2 separate regions of the Drosophila melanogaster genome follow, and region 2 is linked to region 1. The links are chromatin contacts, called in public targeted proximity ligation maps. All regions are on one chromosome and are shown on one strand. The core of a region is the stretch at or near the end of the contact, and the rest is flanking DNA. Distances in the headings are between cores, read along the strand shown.

Region 1 (6,147 bases), core at 1,426-3,925:
GTGGGTGTCGAACACATCTGCCCAAAACACCCTCGGGACTTTTGAAGCGAAGGAACGGCGAAAAACACAAGGAAAGGCCTGCACAAATGGATGGCTATGGCTAAAACGTGGGAGGGAGGAGGTAGGGAATTCGCGTTGGGTTTGCCTATCCATCCGAACGAGTATCTTGCAGATACTCTTACGCCACCGCGAAGTTCCTCCTTCGAAGAAACCGCTTTCACACCCTGGTTAGAAGCCAAACAGGAAGCGAAGAAACACGCAGAAAGTTGCAAAGAACACACACACAGGCATCACTTTAATATTTGAAGTTATGGGACATAAATAAGCAGAAGTTTACCCATTAAAATGGCTTAGAGATCGGAACTTAGAGGCAGTAGCCTAATATAGAAATAATTATGAAATTTCATTTCATTTCATACATAGGTTCATACCTAATTCCTAATTTAAAAACATAACTTAACGACCTGGCAACTCTTTTTTCGGCCCCCAGGGTTGCAGTCCTGCATTGCCATTAATTATGCAAATTAAACTTGATGCGTGTCGCCGAAGAATTATGAGCTCAGCTTTTGCCCGCGGCTTCAGACTCTCTCCTCTTCTCTTCTCCCTTTTCGCTTTGAACACATGCCATCTTCTTCTTCTTATTATTATTATTTTTTCGTTATGCATTGGTCATTAAAATTAGGTCAGAGTCGAAGAGAACACAAAGCGAAATCCTTGAGAATTATAAAGCGGCGATGACAACAACAACAAACTAGTTCGCCCCTCCTTTGTTCTTTTACCCTCTCCACCGACGATCCTTTAGCTAGAACAACAAACAACCTATACATACATAATTACATACATGCATACCTAAATATACTCGTACGTACGATCCTATTACGCAATGGCTGCCGATCTGCCTACCTGACTGACTTAATTATTATATCAGAACCCTCTGGTTCTCTCCCTCCTGCTCGCTCTTCTTCTACCCGGCAGGTCAAAATCGAGAGAAAAAAATGGAAACTGCGCAGTTTGACTCGAAAATAAGTGGAATTGGACCTTGACTTTGCACCGCAGTTACCAAAAGAATAGAACCCCGGATCCTGAGATCCTGAGTCCTATAAGAAAACCCCATCTGGTTGCGAGATCCCTTCCCTTTACCACTTTTCGTTCTACACGTGCCTGTTTTTTGCCATTTCTACCGCTTCTTCTTATTCGTTTTCGCATACTTTTTTTTTTTGCAACACAGCGGGAATTTTTATATGTGTGTATGTACATATATACACAAAGGCGAGGATACAATAAAAAGGCTCTACGTTTGAAAGCTTATTTGGGTTTTGGTGGCAACTTTAATACCCTACAGTCAAAACACAAATAAGTAGTCATAATACAAAAGTTACCTGCGATATTCGTAATCTTAGGACTAATATCAACAATTTAACTATTACAATTATTCATACATATGTACATACTTGTTTCAATTGAAAGCAGTAATAGGTCTGCGTATTCAAGTTTTAATTGGTTGTTTTAATTCAAGGTAGGGTATCTTCAACTCTTTTTCGTTCAATGTTTTAATTCTCTTCCTTTTTGTCTCTGCCACTTTTATTGCCAGCACTCGCATGCATTCATTGTATTTGTATTTTTGTGCAAATGTGCTTGCGAATATATAGGGGATTATATAGATACGTTTGTATGTAAATATATAACAGCAATCGAAGCGTGCGACAGAGAACGGCAGTTCCGACAGAGGGAGATGGAGACATCGAACGGCATTTCCACTTCCACTGGAATTAAAAGATTAGCCACGGAAAGCAAAAGTGCGCTGCAAGTTCGAGTTCCAGCGACTCGGCAACCCTGTTTTCATGTTGTTTACTTTGCCGGTTTCTGGCACAAACACATATGCACGCTCCATGCATGTGGAACAGAGCCAACGCGCTCGACGTTCGCATGGCAACTGCAGTCGAACATGTTGGAGGGGAAACGACCGGCTTCGAACTTGATTCGAACCAGCTTCGAGCCGCAACGAAAGTGAATTTTGGCGAATCATCGAGAGCTCCTAATTGTAAATGAAATGGATGTAAAATCTAAAAATTCTAATAAATAATTAAATTTAGATTATTTAATAATAATCGAATTCATTTAATTTTGGAACCAAAACATAGGGAGAAATATATATTCCTTTTTGGCTATAAAGTTAGAAACATGTTATTATTATTCTTATTAGTTTAAAGAAAATACGGCTTGATAGAAACATTTTCTATGGAAATGAAGCTTATTAACAAAAGTCTAAACTCCTACATATATTTTTAAGACATTTAATCTAATCAAGTATGTAACTGCTATCAAAAGTTCCGTTGTAAAGTGGGAAAATGTACCAAATTCTGGCCTACAGTGGAAAATTCTAGTGAATTAGACACTTTTTTTGTAGCCCCTTCCGCAATTTTCCCCCACCATTTCTCATTTTAGCGCCAAAAATCTGTTCAGTTTTCCACCGAATGAAAAGCGAGCGGTTGGCGGCGGTGGTGGAAAGTGAAAACCAGCCAACCACCACCCACCAACCCCGAAAAACGGAATGAAGAAGTGCGGAAAATCGGAGTGGAGGAAAACTCCAACTTCGCTGCCAATGCCAAGCAGCGACGCCGGCAGCGATGTTCGACGCGCGATGTTCGAACGCGGCGAGCAAGCACAGACCAAAAACAGTTTGAATTTCGCTTTCGATCTGGTTGGTTGTGTTTTTTGGCTTCTCTCTGCGTGCGCCGCTCGTGGTGGGAAAAAACGGAAAACAGGAGAACTAGCAAAACCGAATAAATCGAAGAGGAACACTCCAGTTTACAATTGTCCTGCGACTAAAAACCAATCGGAAATTTACACTATCCTCTAATCCTTTTTGTTTGCCGGCAAAAAAATAAGAGGCGCAAAGAAATAAACGCAGAAAGCGAAGCAAAATGTGAAAAATTGCCGAACATGGCGCCGCGTGTGTGAATGAGAGCGAACGATCGTGTGAGAGGGAGATAGGGACGAAGCGAAGATAAACAATAAAAAAAAAACAATTTTTGATACTTAAAGTTCTACAACAACAATAAACTCAGCTCAGGTACAACAACAAAACAGAAAATTACGCAAAACACAACAGACTGCATTGACGGGAATTTTTCGAAGTATTTTTGATACACACAGCAAGGAGGTGTACAATTTTTAAAGCAATAAGTGAAAGCAATTACCCATCAAGTTAAAAATAATACCAATCTCGGTAGAAACCCACTCGGAAAATCCAACTGAAAACAATTGAAAAAGGCAACCGAAAAGTTAAAACCTAAACAGACTAAATCGCTAAAATAACAAGCATTTACTATACACAAAAAAATTAAATTCCGTATAAAATCAGACTTTTGTCTGCAAAATTTCTAAAAATTTACAAAAACCCACTAAAATTCACGAAAACTCACTGGATCTGCCAAAACCATCAGTTGAAATATATTCTGGAATCGGTTCAAAAATAAATAAATATATGCCAGCAGCATTTATATAGACCGCAAATCGCACCATAAAATCGCGAAAAAATCAACAAGCAATATTTTGAAATTCATAATCGTTGGCAAAATGCTGATTCGAAATAGAGATTGAGGATTCTCGAGGACAGCCAACCCAGCCAACCAACCAAGTTTTTCGCCGCAACGAGTGCATATTAAGAGGAAAAAACACAAATTTATGGCTCCGCGTCGCAACAGCAACATCAGCAGCAGCGGCAACAGCACCCAGCAGCAGCACCAGCAACAGTTGCAGCAGCAGCACCAGACGCAGCAGCATCAACTGCTGCAGTTCTACGCGGAGAACGTGAATTCTTCAGGCGTCCTAATGGCGCCCATGCAGGGAACCGGTGGCGTTGGCGGCGTTGGCGGCGGGGGCATGGTCCACTGCTGCCTGCCCAGCGGAGACTGTCGCAAACTGGACACCCTGATACACCTGAACGAGCTCTCCCTGGCGGACTGCATCCGTGTGCTGTGCAACAACGAGAACTGCAGCGCAGGCCAGTACATGCATCGCGAGTGCTTCGAGTGGTGGGAGGCGAGCGTGCTGCAGGCACTGAAGGCCAACGGTCGTGCTCGATCCTGGTCGGAGCGGCAGCGTCTGCAGCACCTGTGGACCAAGAAGGGCTACGAGCTGGTCCAGAAGGCCTGCAGCTGCAAGTGCGGCAGGGGACAATTGCGCAAGGACCTCGACTGGGTGCCGCCGAGCAGCCAGGGCGTCATATACCTCAACGGGTCTGGCAACCGGCCCACTCTGGCCAATGGCAGCCTCAGCGAGGACGACGACAAGAAGAAGGCCAAGAAGAAGAGGAACCGCAACAACAACAACAACAACGGCGGCGGCGGTGGTGGTGGTGCTGGTGTCAATGGCAACACCAAAACCCCCTTGAGCAACAACAACGGCAACAGCTACGCCGGACTCACGCCCAATCCCAATGTGGGCGTCATAGGGTCGGGTTTGCCCCACAACAACGGCAACACCGCCAGCAATGGCAGCAGTGGCAACAACGGCTCCTCCGGCGTTCTGCAGACCAGTGCGCTGGCCACTTTCAGCAACATCCTCAATACGAACAATGTCCTCGGCCTGGACCTGCGCGCCAGGGCTGGCAGCCTATCCTCCAGTGGAGCTGGCAGTGGATCCACCTCGCCCTCGGACTCCCAGTCCAGTGGCGAGATATCCGTGTCGCCGGTGCAGCAATTGCTGCCACAGCAGCAGCAGCAACAGCAGCAGTCGCTGCTGATCCAGCCTCTGGGTCCAGCTTTCGGCAGCAACCTTTTGCAAAATGGATTGGGCTTGTCCAAGAATCTGCTGATTGCTCCCCAGCAGCAGCAGCAGCAGCAGCTGCAACAACAACAGCAGCAGCAGAATAACCTGCCTGCTTTGGCCAATATCAGCAACTTCAAGCCATTGGCCAGCTACGAGCAGCAGCAACTTGTGCAGCAGCAGAAGAACAAGGAGGTCGAACTCTATTCCGATCGAGTGCGGTAAGTACAAGATATCATCATGATAACCATATAGATTATAAGGAGCTATAGTCTTATTGTCTAGAATTTCATCTTAAATACTTGGTTAACTTGTTTAACAAAGCGAAATTTGTGTGGCGAAATTCCCCAGCATGTGGTTGGGGTACATAAGCGTTTCAATATTTATTCACAAAACTTTTATCAATTACACTGAACGACAAGGGGGGCCTTAATATTTCGAATTTATTTACTGCAGTTGTTATAAGTTTTGTTTAGCTTTTCCTTTGATAAAACTTCCAGTGGCTTCAGGTGTTATCAACAAACATGCCAAATAGATACCAGATTGATACTCTCGTTCCTTTATCGTGTTGCACAGTGTTATCAACAATTGAGGCGTTTGTTTGCCCGTTTTTCGTTCGTTTGCCGGTTCCATAGATTATATAACCTTGACGACTGAACAGCTGCGAAATACAGACAATATTTGCAGAAATATTAAATAAAATGCGCTGGTTTATTCGAGAAATTTGCGAATATTTTCCCCTTAAGGAAGTCGACGATTTGCATCAACTCAGAGGGAATGAATAAAATATTATAATCTTTTGTTTTGTTGCTTTCGGTGGGTCAAGGCTTTCTTTCTTTTATTCTGCTGTAGTTCTTCACTCTTCATTGGCATTCTTTTTACTCATAAATCATAGGCAATGAAAAATTATTGAAATTTATATGCTGCCATATAGCAGCGGACATTTATCGTATGGTATGTTTCCCAGATGTGTTCTTGTTCTTATTTATTTTGTGCCTACTTTTAATATTTCCGTTTCCCAGAGCAGCGAATACTATTATTTATTTCATTGCGATCAAAAAAAAAAAAAAATGCGAATAGGAGAACAACACGAAGAGGAATTAGATCGCTTTTTGTGTTTTTTTTTTTTTTAATGTTGTTGTTTTGAACGCGATCTTCAGGTTTTAAGAATCCCAACCCCTCACCCTCTGTCCATCTCTTTCGCGCGGCAGCTTGCCCTCTCTTTCCAAGCTGAGAACTTTGTTTTGCCTTCTATGGCATAATTCCATTCATTCTTCTGGATTTCGCTCTCTATCTCACTCTCTGTTTTGCACACTTTTCAAGGCCACACTTTTTTTTTTGCATGTCTCTTTTTTTTAACCTAAAATGCGGAATTGC
Region 2 (6,082 bases), core at 1,921-4,420, 110 kb after region 1:
GCACTCTACTCAACTCTCCAAGGACCTCTGTAATCTGATAGGCTTACTGAACCAACAGAGAGTAGAAACAAAGTTTTGCTTTATTGTGATTTTACGAAATAACCTACAACTTCACCATTCCCAAAAACACAATTTCTTTTTCCTTAAACATTCCAGTTTTAAACACCTTTTTTACAGTTTTTTCGTTGTAAGTTGGCCAAAATATGTCACAAGGCTGAAAAACGCACTTTTTTAGTCAGCTGGGGTCCTCAGCTAAAGACCCATATCAATATTTGCTTTAATTTGGAAAAATAATTTTTCGGCCAAATTTCGCATTTTTTGTAAGGGGTAACATCATAAAAAATCGAAAAAATTTTCAAACCAAAAATTTCTCTAAATGAGTTACCCGTCGTTTAGGAATATTTTTACAAGTTCAACGAGGTATTCCACTCCACAATTGGACGTGTCTTTCCCAAGATATAGCACTTTTTCTGTGAAATCCCCATCGAAAATTATCAACAAGAATAAAATCACCCTCGTTTTCCATCTGAAAAAACTCCCTCAAAAACAAACGCATATACAGTTTATTTCGTTACATATATATTGTTATTTATTTAAGAACTTGCTCGTCTAATTGACAGAAAAATATAAAGATATAGGATGTATTGAATGGGTTGTGCTGAGTGTCTTACTATGCGAATGAGCGATTCCACTTAAGCCTAGGCGAAATCTCGGCGATTGCATAATGTGGAGCCCCCTCCCGAGGTGTACGGAAATCACAAGTGGTTGATAAGAAAGAACAGACGTGGAATTTTGCTGTGCTGGTTTGAGGATCGCAGTCGAACGGATAATTTATTGGCCAGTCGCCGACTTGGCTGGTGATGATTTAATAGCGGACCCTCGGGAAGGCTCTCTGGGCTGACAGATAACAGATAACTCGACTGGCTGATAATTTTGATGCGTGACTGGGCGCTGCGCCTTCTCTATCTCCACCTCCTTACAGGGTCTTGTCGAACAGGAACTCGCCCAGTTCGCCGTTGGTGTCCATCATCTTCTTGAGAGTGGTCAGCTTGCCGGCGAGCTCGCGCTGTCCGTGGAGCTGCTCCTCCAGATAGACACCGGTCAGGTAGTCCACCAGGTGGTAGTGGTTGTAGGGCTTGTTCTCGCAGGTCTGGATCAGCTTGCGGATGGACTTGGTCACCTTGATCTCCAGGTCGAGGGCGTCGGACAGGGCGGCGGCACCATCGGTCCACTCCTGCTTGGCCACAGTCTGTGGGGGATTCGCCAGGATTAGCTGGGCTTTTGGGTTTTCTAGGCGAGTCGTCGACTTACCGGCACATTGATCAGATCGCTGACTCCCTCGGTCAGTTGACCGCGCATGGACAGGTACTCCACCAGCTTGGATCCGTGCTCACGTTCCTCCTTGGCGGCCTTGAAGAAGTGCTCGGCGAATCCAGGGCGGTTGACGGTGTCGCGGGAGAAGTAGGCGCCCATGGCCAAGTACTGGTAGGAGGCGTTGATCTCCTCCTGGATCTGATTGCGCATGCCCTTTATGCAGGCATCCTTCATGTCCACCCAGTCCTTGGTAATCTCAGGAACAGCCAGGGAGCCTGCAATGGGATAAGGTTGGGTTAAGTCGGGGGACCACGATAACAATATATGGCTAGTATTCAGCTTTAAAAAATTTATTTTTGTAATCAGAACTTAGGTAAATTTTAATATTTTAAAAACCTTTGCACTCTTGGTCTTGACCTTCATGGCTTAGGTTTTGTTTTTCTTTTAGTTGATGCTCTTCTCGCTCCCTTTGAAGCTCTCTCACGAAACTCTTGCTTTCTTGCTTGGCTGAGGGGTAGGGCGTTGTTGGTTATTGCATTTAAGAGGGCGTAATTGCATAAACCTTTGAAATTGCGCTTGAAATGCCGCTATTCTAGGGCACAAAAACCGTGTGCAAAACTGTAATGGCCTACTCTCCCACTCTCTCTCTCTGTTTTTGTAACTGCATTGGTAACGTGCGCAGCTCTCGCCGCCATAGTAACGGCATTTGTTTTCGTGTAGTGCCGTGTGCAAAAAGCATGGTTCACCATGCTAGCTCACTCGGCCCGTAAAAGCCGTGTGCAAAGAGCGCCTTGAAATGTAACAACAAAAAGTCAAGCTTATTTATACCGCAATATTCATGGAAATGAAAGCGAAATTCGCATTATTTAATTATGAAAATTTATGTATAAAAACTGGTTATCATTTCCCCAAAGCGCAACGGAAGTATCAATAACTTTTAAATCAACTGGTTTGGTAACTTCACTTCATTGACGAAAGAGAGTGAAAGAGCGTCAAAGAGAAACGGCGCATGCTCTTTTCAACGCATTACAAATGTTTTGCTTCTCTTTGCGTATTGCGTCGAAATTTATTGTTTTTTTTCCGATGACCTGCCTTTGTTTTGTTTGAAATTCTGATGAATAAAACGTAACATTAGTACTTACACTTGAAATCTCCATAGGCCTGGGCCACCACGGCCAACAGGAGCAGGCTAGCAATTAGTTTCACCATCTTTGATCGTCGAACGTAGTCTTTACACAAAATCACAGAACAAAAATTTGTTTTTCACTTTAGTTTGATTTGCTTGAAATGCACAAATGAGAATGAGGCGACTCGAGTTGAGCTACAATGTTAAATAGGCGTTGAAATTGAAAATCTAGCTGCCTTTACACACACTGGCGCAGAAGGCGTCGCCTGCTTCAATTTGATGGGCTTGATTGGGATTATTTTCGACTTCTCGAATGCTTTCCAGTACCTTCTGCTGACAGCTTTAATCTGATTTTTCAGTGGAGCTAAGGCCTTTCTACGTTGTGTTTTAGCGAACTCGAAAGCGAACTGTCGCTCCGAACGGCGCACAAAACACTTTTAAGCGCGCGCGCTCTCGGTTTTTCTTCGTGTGTGTGTGAGTGATGGGAGAGTGTGCACTGTTATCTTTTCAACATGTCGCCCGTTCTTTGTTAACCGTTTAAATGGCTGATAATTGAATATTCCCGATAATTGCCGCACTCAATGTGATACACACGTCCTCAATATGGGTATACTTTGTATAAAGTCGGGTTTCCTAGTCAGATAATCCCCACTTACTAAGAAGTAAATTTATCAAATGCAATATGGCCGCTCTTTTGAGATGCGCATCAGCTGTTCTTTGTTTTTGTTTTGGCCGTGGGAGAGCACCACGTCATGTGTTGCCAGGCGGTTTAATTATTGCTGACAATTTAATTCACATTTTGTCAAGTTGATTTGCACGTTCGAAGGGGGGATCAGTCACCCACTTTGATAACTGCTAATATGGCGACGGCTCTTTTTTACGTGTCGCTTGCAGAGCTCCAAGAATGACACTTGATAAGAAGGATACATGGTGGGAAAACTTACAAATTACATAATTTGTTTGTTGATTGGGGAAACCCTACATTATCTCCGAACCCAGCAATAATATGTATTGTAAATAGCAACAGTCTCAAGCTCGATGCTGCTGTGAATTACCAATATATCAAAACTTAAAACATTATCTTAGGAGGTAGATGGTTTATCTGCAGTTTATTTTCAATTCTCATCGTTAGCTGATAAAACTCTCAGGAAACCACTTGAAATCCAAAGTGCAGCGTCCATATTTTGCACACGCTGACAACCCTGTCGTGAGTCACCTTCCAGCAGGCGCAGCAACAACAGCACTGGCAGCGGCCATATTTGAATGACACCGAAATCCCGCACTGAGCGCAAAACAACACATGCCCATGCACGCTCTCCAAAACCACACACACACAGCCATATCGATCGCATAGAAAGAGACGTACGCGACGCTATAAACAGCAGTTGATTTTCAGAGTTTCACCAAGAAGCACATAAAGCGATTGAATTATTAATAAAAGCACAGGCACTGGAAGTGAGTTTTAATATTACTAACTAACTACTTTGTGAGTGTTTAGTTACGAAAACTAGAAAATAATATTCTGGAAACTGTGTTTTTAAACCGACCACCATATAAATTTAAAAACCAAAACATTCCATTGGTGGTGGTTTTGTTGTTAAAAAAGAGCACAGAAAATTCAAGAAAACGCTACGACGCAAAACGAAAAAACTCGCCCAAAATGAAAACAAAAGTGTCTGTTTTCCAATTGTCAATTGTTGTGAAACTAATTTCCTTTGTTTTCGCCTCTCGAATTTGATTTTAATTTACAGTAAACCGTCGACATGAAATTTTTCGTTGCACTCGCTCTCTTTGCGTGCCTCGGCTCTCTTGCCTTGGCCAAGGATGATGAATATTGCCAGAACACTGTAATCACCGCATGCTCTACGTCAGCCTTTTCGGGTGAGTAAAGAGAGCGCCTCTAAGAGAGAGTGGCTAATCTGTGTTGTTGCTTTTTGTATCTTTGTAAAACATAATAATAAAAACAAGCGCTCACGGGCTTTTTCACAGGCAAGAGTAAGTGAAATATAGATTGGATGTATTTCTGCACTATCTCAGATTTCGTGAAAATGAACACTTTCCAATTCTTACTGCATTACGGCCCTTACATTATTATTTTAAAGATACAAATACAAATTCAAAATTCTATTGCCTTGTTTAGTATGGCACTACCTAGTTAGGAACCATTAAGACTATGTCATTACTATTGGATGTGCTTCTGCTCTCCTATTCTAAGAGTGTGATCTTTATTATTTGCTTTTTCCCCGTAGCCAACTCCATTTGTAATGCCCGTTTTGCTGGCATTGACCATATTGAGCCCGAGATCCAGTCCTACATCAACGCCAACTTGGCCAAGTCGTACGACTACCTCCTGCTGGCCACCCACTTCAACTCCTACCAGAAGAACCGCCCCGGCTTCCAGAAGCTGTACCAGGGACTCTCGGACCGCTCCTTCGAGGACAGCATTGCCCTGATCAAGCAGGTGACCCGTCGCGGAGGAATCGTTGACTTCAACACCCGCCACGAGTCTTCCGGCTCCGTGAGCACCAAGCGCGGCACTCTTGAGGTCGACGAACTGCACTCCCTGGCTCTGGCTCTGGACACCGAGAAGCAGCTGGCCACCGGAGCCACTCACGTGCACTCCCGTGCCACCCACGCCACCGACGCCGAGAGGGATCCCGAGCTGGCCCACTACTTCGAGGAGAACTTCCTGGGCAAGCAGGCCGAGAGCGTGCGCAAGCTGTCCGGCTATGCCAACGACCTCGCCAAGCTGATGAAGGTCCCCGACCCATCCCTGTCCGTCTACCTGTTCGACGAGTATCTGCAGAAGCAGTAAGGAGTGGAGACCACCTCCTTTTCCTCCTTCTTTTTCTAACACGCTCCTACACTGTCTCCTCAAAATTGCTCTCATAATTCCCTTATAAATTTGTTTCCTTGGATTGTTCATCAATAAATCGCAGTGCAGCAGCAGCATTATCAAAGCAGCCACAAGTGAATAATTTACACCGCGAAATTCACCTTGATTTACCAGCACACCAGATTGTGATAATGTTATCATAAATAAGTTAGCAAGTTCGCCCCAGCAAATGTATCTTTAGTATGTACGTTACCGCTTGAACAAATAATAAACACATCAAAGAACCTAATTATCAACTAGTAAAACAGCAGCATTTTTGCCTCTCTGATAAGGTTTGGGTTTGGGTCGAAATGTATCTGGTCCTCAATGAGGGGCGTCTGTTTGCGTTTTTTCTCCGAGTGCTGCTGATTGCGGGCTGGCTGGCAGTGTACTTTGGATATCATATGGAACAATGAAATATACAAAGTCGAAATGGTATCGGAAACTACTCAGTTCTGCGATCACAACGGGTGTAATGTTCCATAATGTTGTGGTTTCTGATATTCTTAGAATGTGCCTTCAACTAAAAACCATATGTTTATGTACAAGCCATCAACGCTTGTCTAAAAATAAATAAATAAATGAGAATGTAAACCCATGTTGTAAATATCGTAGTATTGTATGCAAACTACGTTACCATTTTAAAATCATCTTTTTGACCATTCAGAGACTGGAATCACTTAGGATCTAGTGGGATCTATCTATCTCAATATCAATTTATTACTTTCTTTCAATTGACAACCTAAATCGATGGTGAAAAGTGAAAC

What was found.
Region 2: a targeted proximity ligation map of the Kc167 cell line shows a contact between it and region 1, with 4 times the contacts expected there. A contact is called at or near these places in 27 of 107 Hi-C or Micro-C datasets (the Clone 8 cell line, the D17-c3 cell line, the Kc167 cell line and 15 more) and 4 of 7 datasets of targeted methods (the Kc167 cell line and the S2 cell line).

The regions. Positions count from the first base shown.
Region 1 is chr3R:30,275,257-30,281,403 of dm6, forward strand. heca (headcase) reads left to right here and starts at 2,676. Exons shown (of 6, transcript NM_001276174.1): 1 at 2,676-4,991. The coding sequence starts at 3,688.
Region 2 is chr3R:30,385,008-30,391,089 of dm6, forward strand. Fer1HCH (Ferritin 1 heavy chain homologue) reads right to left here and starts at 3,171. Exons shown (of 3, transcript NM_080134.4): 1 at 2,457-3,171; 2 at 1,312-1,589; 3 at 566-1,249. The coding sequence starts at 2,523. The coding sequence ends at 977. It overlaps Fer2LCH (Ferritin 2 light chain homologue), which reads left to right and starts at 2,797. Exons shown (of 4, transcript NM_080063.4): 1 at 2,797-2,914; 2 at 3,573-3,895; 3 at 4,192-4,321; 4 at 4,690-5,402. The coding sequence starts at 4,204. The coding sequence ends at 5,255.